Linked DNA regions of Danio rerio: region 2 is linked to region 1. A link is a contact called in public Hi-C data. All regions are on one chromosome and are shown on one strand. Each heading gives the region's core, a stretch centred on a gene start, on an enhancer-like site or on the middle of the called end of the contact. The rest is flanking DNA. Distances are from core to core; before and after follow the strand shown.

Evidence for each region. A called contact is a pair of places that touch in the nucleus more often than the background predicts.
Region 2: a contact with region 1 is called in a Hi-C map of hematopoietic stem cells, with 3 times the contacts expected there. The contact joins the promoter of cpsf1 here to the promoter of ctdp1 in region 1. A contact is called at or near these places in 2 of 18 Hi-C or Micro-C datasets (caudal fin and hematopoietic stem cells) and 1 of 4 datasets of contacts at active chromatin or transcription factors (caudal fin).

Annotation. Positions count from the first base shown.
Region 1 is chr19:12,948,074-12,951,980 of GRCz12tu, forward strand. ctdp1 (CTD (carboxy-terminal domain, RNA polymerase II, polypeptide A) phosphatase, subunit 1) reads right to left here and starts at 2,217. Exons shown (of 13, transcript NM_001002873.1): 1 at 1,943-2,217. The coding sequence starts at 2,217.
Region 2 is chr19:13,051,928-13,055,930 of GRCz12tu, forward strand. It overlaps cpsf1 (cleavage and polyadenylation specific factor 1), which reads right to left and starts at 2,545. Exons shown (of 38, transcript NM_001114681.2): 1 at 2,406-2,545; 2 at 1,964-2,135. The coding sequence starts at 2,107.

The DNA of each region.
Region 1 (3,907 bases), core at 967-3,466:
TTAACAGAAGGTGGCTGCTTTGCCTAAATAACGACAAACTGCAAAACCTTGCTACATTTTTTTCAATGTGTTGTACCCACATAAATGTCTGCTTCCAAGACATTAGCCTCAATTTGATGTTGCTGTTTCTTCACTGTACGGGTTGTTGCCAAGATGCAGACAAAAAAAATGTGCTCACAACATCCAATCAAGCAAGAGGAAGCGAAAAACAATATGGTGTTTACAACATCACAGAGAAGGTATCATTTAAAGGTTTAAAACACACAACTGTTGATTCTAAGAATTTATTTGCACGCAATTGACAAATACTCAAAGGCAAAAAAAGTTTATTTTGTTTTTTACTCAGACATTTAAAAAGAGCATATTTTAAAACAGTAATCACAATACTGCAAAACCTCCCATCAGAATCCTATTTCAGCCTATCCCTTTTTTATACATAAACGCAGATTGTCCTTAATACTCAGCTTCATATTTTCAGGATTAGAAGAGACTGAAGATCTTAAATCTCCTATAACTACTCTGTAAATATTTAGCATTTTTTAAAGATTCATTTTAACAATGAACTCTGTGTGTAAGCTTTATCTGTTTTATATAGTTTGTTTTGCTTATTTAAGCATGTTCTGCATTTAATTCAAGTAATGATTTAAAAGTAAAAATTGTCAAGGCGTCACGTGATTCCAATAAACATGAACTAAAGAAAATAGCACTACCACTAATACTACTACTGCTAAAATAATAATAATAAAATATTATATTTATATATAATGACGACAAAACTCTCATTTCAGTATCAAGGCTGTTTTTGTAACACTGAGCCTGAAAGTCTTTTACATCTATTTCGTACTTGTACATTTTCTGATGATTTTTGGAAACAGGTTTCAGGGTTGACTTTTGATTCATTTAACAAAATAATTCACTTTGACGAATGCATGATTCTTTTTCTAAATTGTAAAACTGGCTATGATACACTCGATACACTCGATAATGAACATTTTTCTTGGGAATTTTCACATATACAAGGCAAAAGTAACGTCTATTACTCCCTCCTTTATTTTTTTTCTGTAAAGATTTAAAAATAGTTTATAATTCTTTGACCTCAATTACATGAAAGCTATAAAAACCTCTCTAATAACGAAAAAAATCTAAACAATCTAATAATTTAAATATGATAAAGCCCCCATATATATAATGTAGTTTTTTTTTAATGTATGTTTTGCATCACTAAGTTTTGTATGACTGTTGTATATGTTATCATATAATCCTTTATGCTTTGTCAGTTATATGCATTAATAAAAATAACTAAAATAATACTTTTCTGGGCTGCTTAATCCCAAAACTTCAAACTTTTTTCAACAACCATGTGGTGCAAAAAAAATAACAATAAGGCACGTGGAAATCCTGGATGACTCTGCACGCTTCTCTTCCACTACTAACGTTAGAGTTCTCTGAATTATTCAGACCGCCTCCATGCTTTCAACGACACACCCTCACTCCAAATCTCCGCCCTCTACAACCGTACCAGCCAATCCGAATGCACCAAACTACAACGCACCAAATGACTGACAGAGAGAGAACGTTTCTGATTGGGTAAAAAGGGCGGGCCGCTCCCCCAACTCTTGTTTTGCCATGTATACACAGAGTTTAGGGGTTATCAGAGCTTATCTCCCAAGATATAATCAGTCATATTTTTCAGTTAATACGAACATTTTATGCCTGGTATAACAACAATCCCGTAAAACACCTTTACATGATATTAAACATGTTTACACCGGGCGCGTGGAAGTTGAGATGCTGCTGTCACGAGCTCAGCGTGAGCGCCAGTGCGCGTGCCACTTTAGCTTAGCGCGAGCACGCTCAGCTCAGAAGCAAGGGTTGGAAATAAAAGCGTAAATGTCAGCCGTGAAATCTGGGATATCAACGGGGTCATGAGAGCGTGTCTTACCCAGGCGCGATGACCTGCCCGAGCTGACAGCACAGTTCCTGCACAACTCCAGCGCGGTCCGACTTGAGCTTCTTTTCGGGCGCTCTGGACTCGCTTTCGGCGGGGATCGGCGCACATACCGCGATCACGGAGTCAACGTTGACCAGAGCTCCGGGTTTCACCTTCCACTCGAGCAGCCGCAGGGGACGAGCTCCTGCGGGGCAGCGGATCTCCGTCACCTGCACCACGGGGCCCTCTGCTGCCGCACCGCCGCCGGAGTCTGCAGGCTCCTCCATCAGGGCTTCAAACTTCAGTCAGAGAGCCGCAGGAAGCGCTTGGGGAGAGTTAATAAAAGTAGTAAATAGCTCTGAAAATAATCCAGAGGCGCGCAGGGAAATGAAGAGATAAAAATGAGCTCTGTTGCAGGACAGGCTGAGACGCAGGTTCACTCTTCCCGCCCGTAAACAGGAAACACAAGGCTGCAGCACGAGCGACACTCTATCCACTTCCGGGAGACTTTAATAACCCTCTTTAAAAAAAAAACTGTCGTTACCCTAGAGTATTCTGTTTTAGTTTGTAATAAAATAATGACAACATTTATGCGCATAAATATTTGGCTAAATATTAAAAAAAACGCGTGAGAAATAGATGAAACATTTAAAGTCAAACTGGTGAAACAGTTACAGTCAAACTGCTGCTTCAGAGAAAATCTGACTTAAGCATTTATAGCAAACTGTTTTTATGCGTCCCCTCCCCCGTTTGAGACAGGCAAACCCCTGGCTTGTGATGTAATCTGATGAAATATCATCATCACACCATCCGCTGTCAGGGGATTAGACCGCGCGTCATCGCAGCATGTAAACATTTAGCTTCATGTGAGGGAGTGATTTCACTTTTGTTTTATTTCGGCTTGAATGTAAAACTTACTCATTCATTTAAAAAGTTACCAAAGAGGATTACTCATTTTGCTGTATATTTCTTTATTACATCAATCTTTCAGATAGCATGGACTCACAGACAGGATTGCACTTGTCCTATGTACAGAGGCGGATATAGTGATTTAGGGGCCCTAGCATTGAAACTTAAAACAGTTTCTTTAAAAAAAAAATAAAACTTTATAGATATTTTTTTCTCTTTATATTCAGGGTTGTGTGTGTGTGTGCGTATAAACTGCATATAAAATTAAATGAAGTAAATTCACAAATAAAAAAACAAGCTCACAAGCTATGTACAGTTAATTAGCCTTACTTGTGATTTGTGATTAGATTTTAATATTTTCTATTAAGTGCAGTATGAATGGAACGTTCCACTTTTCATGGGGGCCCCTGGTTTAGAAAAGAAGTAATAATGGTAAAATCTTAATGGTTCTGAACAGATTTTACAACATATGATAGAAAAAAATTGTAAAATAGCTTTAGGATTATTAAAATAGGCTTCTTGGCATTAGCTGGGAGCCCTTTATTTCCCTGGGGCCCTAAGCAGTTGCTTACCTTGTTGGTTAAGTTCACCCCAGCTATGTACAGTTGATGTCAGCCCTTCTGAATTATTAGACCTCCTGTATATTTTCCTCAGTTTCTGTTTAACAGAGAGAATACATTTTTTTCTTTCTAAAAAGTTTTTATTACTAATTTCTTATAACAGTTCTTTTATCTTTGCCATGACAGTAAATACAGGCCCGTAACCAGCCTGGTGAAAGGGTTGGTTCTTTTTCTTTAAAAAAAAACTGGAAAACTGTAGCTTTTTGCAGTTATATGCCACATTTTCTGTTTAATTAAGAGATTTTAATACTGCATTTTAGTGACATTTTAAGCACTATTTTTAGCTGAATTATCTTGCTGGATGGTCAGCATAACCACACTTTTTGATATACGAAAATATTTCCTAAATTTTTATAATAAAGAAGACAGAATTTGGCTATTTGAATAATAAAAATGAAAACATAATAATAATAATCCGCACCTCCAAGTCTGAGGCCATGGCACTGGA
Region 2 (4,003 bases), core at 1,295-3,794, 100 kb after region 1:
AAGTTACTTTTATTAGACTTTTATACCGTTTTGAAGATTTAGGATGAGTATTTTGTGTCTCCAGAATGTGTCTGTAAAGTTTTAGCTCAAAACACCTATCAGATTATATTATAGCGTTCAGAAGTTTGTAAATTTCAGCTCTGAGCATCTTGTAGCTGTTTTTGTTGCCTGTGCCTTTAATGCTAGTTTTCCCCGCCCACTATTCCCACATGCCTGTCATTGTGCCTCAATTTCTGGCTGCGTCAGATAAACAGCACAGTGACAGACATGAAGGAAGCAGATCTCACGTAACGTTTGTGAGAAACACTACAGTAAGAACTTTCCCAATGATTATTTTATGTATTTGTTGTTACAAATTTGTTGTATGTCGTTACAGTTCAAGCGTGGTCGCATGTACACACACACCACGCATGTTTAAATTTGCCCTGTTTTTGCAAAGCAAATGCGACAGGATACACGTTAATATAAACTGCTGTATGGATATCAGCTATGTTAATGTACAAAATAAACCTGATGTAACGATACTATTTTAACATCAGGATTTTTTTTTTTAAAGGACTTATTGTCTTTATATCACCTTAATAAGACTGTGGACACACTATACTGTACCTAAACGCAGTTCTGTCCAAACAGCTTACAAAAGATGATTTTTATCATAGGTCCCCTCTAAAATGATATACTGTCTGCGTGGGTGTTTTATATTATGCAACAAAAACCTTGTAATATATTGGCATTATTACTCATACATCATATTATTTCAAACTACTAAAATTTCAATAAAAGTCACTTTGTTACAATGTAGATTTGAATTTTCAACATCCAAAGTCGACAGTGCAGAGATTCCATAATCCCATAATACAATTCACAACCGTAAATAAACAGAAAACACAAAATACAGAAAGTGTAAAAGATATTTCTACATGTGTATATCTCATGTCACAGCTTCACATAGCAGAGCCCCTAGTTTTTCATGACTTTGCAGTCATCAACAAAAATTTCTGCAATCCTGCTAAATTCTTCATTTAAATGCAAAATAATCACAAAAAATGCAAATAATCTCATAAAACTTCACATTCCAAACATATTATCAAATTATATTTATTTGTTTGCAATTAATTGTTTACTTATAGACGTTGCATACGCAGCGCACATGACGTTTGAGTGTCTCTCGAAAAATGACGTCTCAGCTGCGCCCTCACAATCATTACATTACATGGGGTGGAGGGTTTTGCAGCCTTTGCAGTAAACAGACACGGATGAAGTTTGAGTGTCTTAAATATGGTACTAATTGGGCATTTTGATGCGCTTCAGACTGCAAAAGAATGTGGAAGCAAACATCTAACAAACAGAGCGGTGGAACAGACAGAAACGCAAGCAGCTTGAAATGCTGGAGATTGGTTCAAGGATGACAGCCGCTGGATGAGACCGAATTGAAGGACATTATTTGTGCTGTACATGTATGGCTGGTTTAATGATGTGTGTCAAATTGATAAATGTTTTCGTTTGACTCTTTTCCTGCATGAAAAAAACGCTTCCCTGCCATTGACGAGTTTTACGGCAGTCCGTGATTTAGGTGTATAACAGTGAGAGAAGTCCCAATGCATGTCCTGAGTGAGGTACATGCTATCAGATGCTCTGGGGAGTGACATCTGAGAGAAAGTAAGATCGTGGATAAAAATACGAGTTACACAACCTTTCTTTGGCTTAATCCCTATCACTTAACTGTTTTGATTTGTGTCATTGTGTCCGACTGCACATTTAACATGCTAATATGATAAATAAGATATCAAATATATAAAATCATTATATTTATATCTATATATTTTTTATCACAAAATTGGGCGCAAATATTTGAGAATTACCACCACAAAATCTGTCATTTTATTGCAAACAAATCACACACAAAAACTGAAAAACTAGGGGCTCTGACTAAGATACTGAATCCGTCATTCTCCATCCTCACCTCCACATCATAAATGATCCTGTAGACGTACAGCTGAGATGTTCCTGCCACCACCAAGTTTTTCTCTTGGCTGGAGATGAAGTTGCAGTAAACGGCAAACTCCACTGCGGTGGGCGGGTGAGCCTGACGGTACACCGCGTACATGATGAAGATCAGCGGCTCCTCTCAGCACCTTATGAACCAAACACACAGTCAACACTAACGTAGTGCTTCATGCGTCATGTCTGACTCTTCACAAACTCCACAGCAGCACTTCACATCTTCTAACTGCTCCATAACTGATAAACACATATTTACTGATTTATTGTAGAGAGTTATTGGTTTCCCTTGTCTATTCGAACATGTTGTTGATATTATTTGCACCTCACGCTAATATGCTAGCTAGCTATATTTGACAATAACAAAAGTAAGTGAAGATACGCATAAATAAACTCGAACATACCACAGAATAAGTGTACGATTGTTATGCTCTTTGGCCACTGGGTCTCATGAATGCAGACATTAAAAAGTGCACATTATCAGCACACTGGACAGCACTTTCTCATTCATTACACATCCCAGAACGACTCGCGCTAGAAGTGCGGCGCTCAAACGAGTCCGGTGTGGCCAATGTGCGAAACTTGAGTTCCTGGCGCTTTGTTTGTTGTTACTAGAAAAGATTCAGCTGCGGTAGGAAGTTAACGAGTATTATTTAGAATATGATTATTTATCAAATTATCAATTAATTGTATTTTATTAACGTCTACCACTACTCCAACCCTAAACCCAACCATCACAGTAATGTAAAAACTGCAATTATGATATGTAATATTCACATTATTTATTAAATTACAATTAAAGTGTAATTTTTTTTGCATCTACCCTCAACAAACCCTCACAGTAATGTAAATAATATATATATATATATATATATATATATATATATATATATATATATATATATATATATATATATATATATATATATATATATATATATATATTGTTGTACAGTGTCAAAGAAATTAGGCTAAATTGATGTGTGTAGCTGTAACTTATCCCTTCTAAACTTTAGGCTAAGATGATTAAAGCGCGGTTAAGTTGGTTTTGTTTTCGATATTACTTTAGATCCTTTTAGGGTAAGAGGTTTTTGAGTTATTGCCGTCTATCACTAAATGTGTCAGGAATATCGAAAACAAAACCAACTTAACTGCGCTGATAAAGCGGGTGCTTTCTCAGTCAAACGTAACCTATTTTGAATTTATTATCCCTTCTACCTAAAGCAGGAAATTAATGTTTGTTTGTGGCAAACGCCACCAAAATGAACAAAAACTCCACCACATAATTAAAATAAACCGGCAAAAAAACTCTTGAACAGTTACACGAGCTTCTGTGGTAGCGCTCATTTAGGGATTTGCAGCGCCGTTTACTTTTAACCAATCACACGCGCTGCTGTTGAGTTTAGGATTGAAATAGCCAATCAGAGGCGTTCTGAGTTGACCTCGACTTAAAACGCAGGGCCGTAGCCAGCCTGGATGTTCTTTTTCTCAAAATGTGGACCTTTTTGCAGTTATTCACCCCATTTATAATGTATAAGATATAACACTGTATTTTAGCGATGTTTTAAGCACTATTTTAGCTGCATTGGCTTGTTAGATTGTCATCATAATGACACATTTAATGTACCAAAATATTTCCTAAAGATTTTGAATGAAGAAAAATTAATACTTATTTTTAAAATACAAATTTATTACATTATAAATCATAAAAAAAATTAAATCTGTTAAAGTTTTACATTAAAAACTGTAGCCCAATGTACCCTTAGCCTACAAACTGGCCAGAACATTCAACTGTCCTCAGTCAGAATTTGGCTATTTGAATAATAAAAAAAAATATATATATAACAATAAAGAAAGAGCCTCATGATTTTTCTAGCCTCTCTTGTAAAAAGTATATTTGATTTGATTGAAATTACATGGATATCAATAATAGCCATAGTAGTTTTCAAATAAATTTGCATATAGCATTTTGCTTGGTCTCAAAGCCTTTTTCAATGGATTA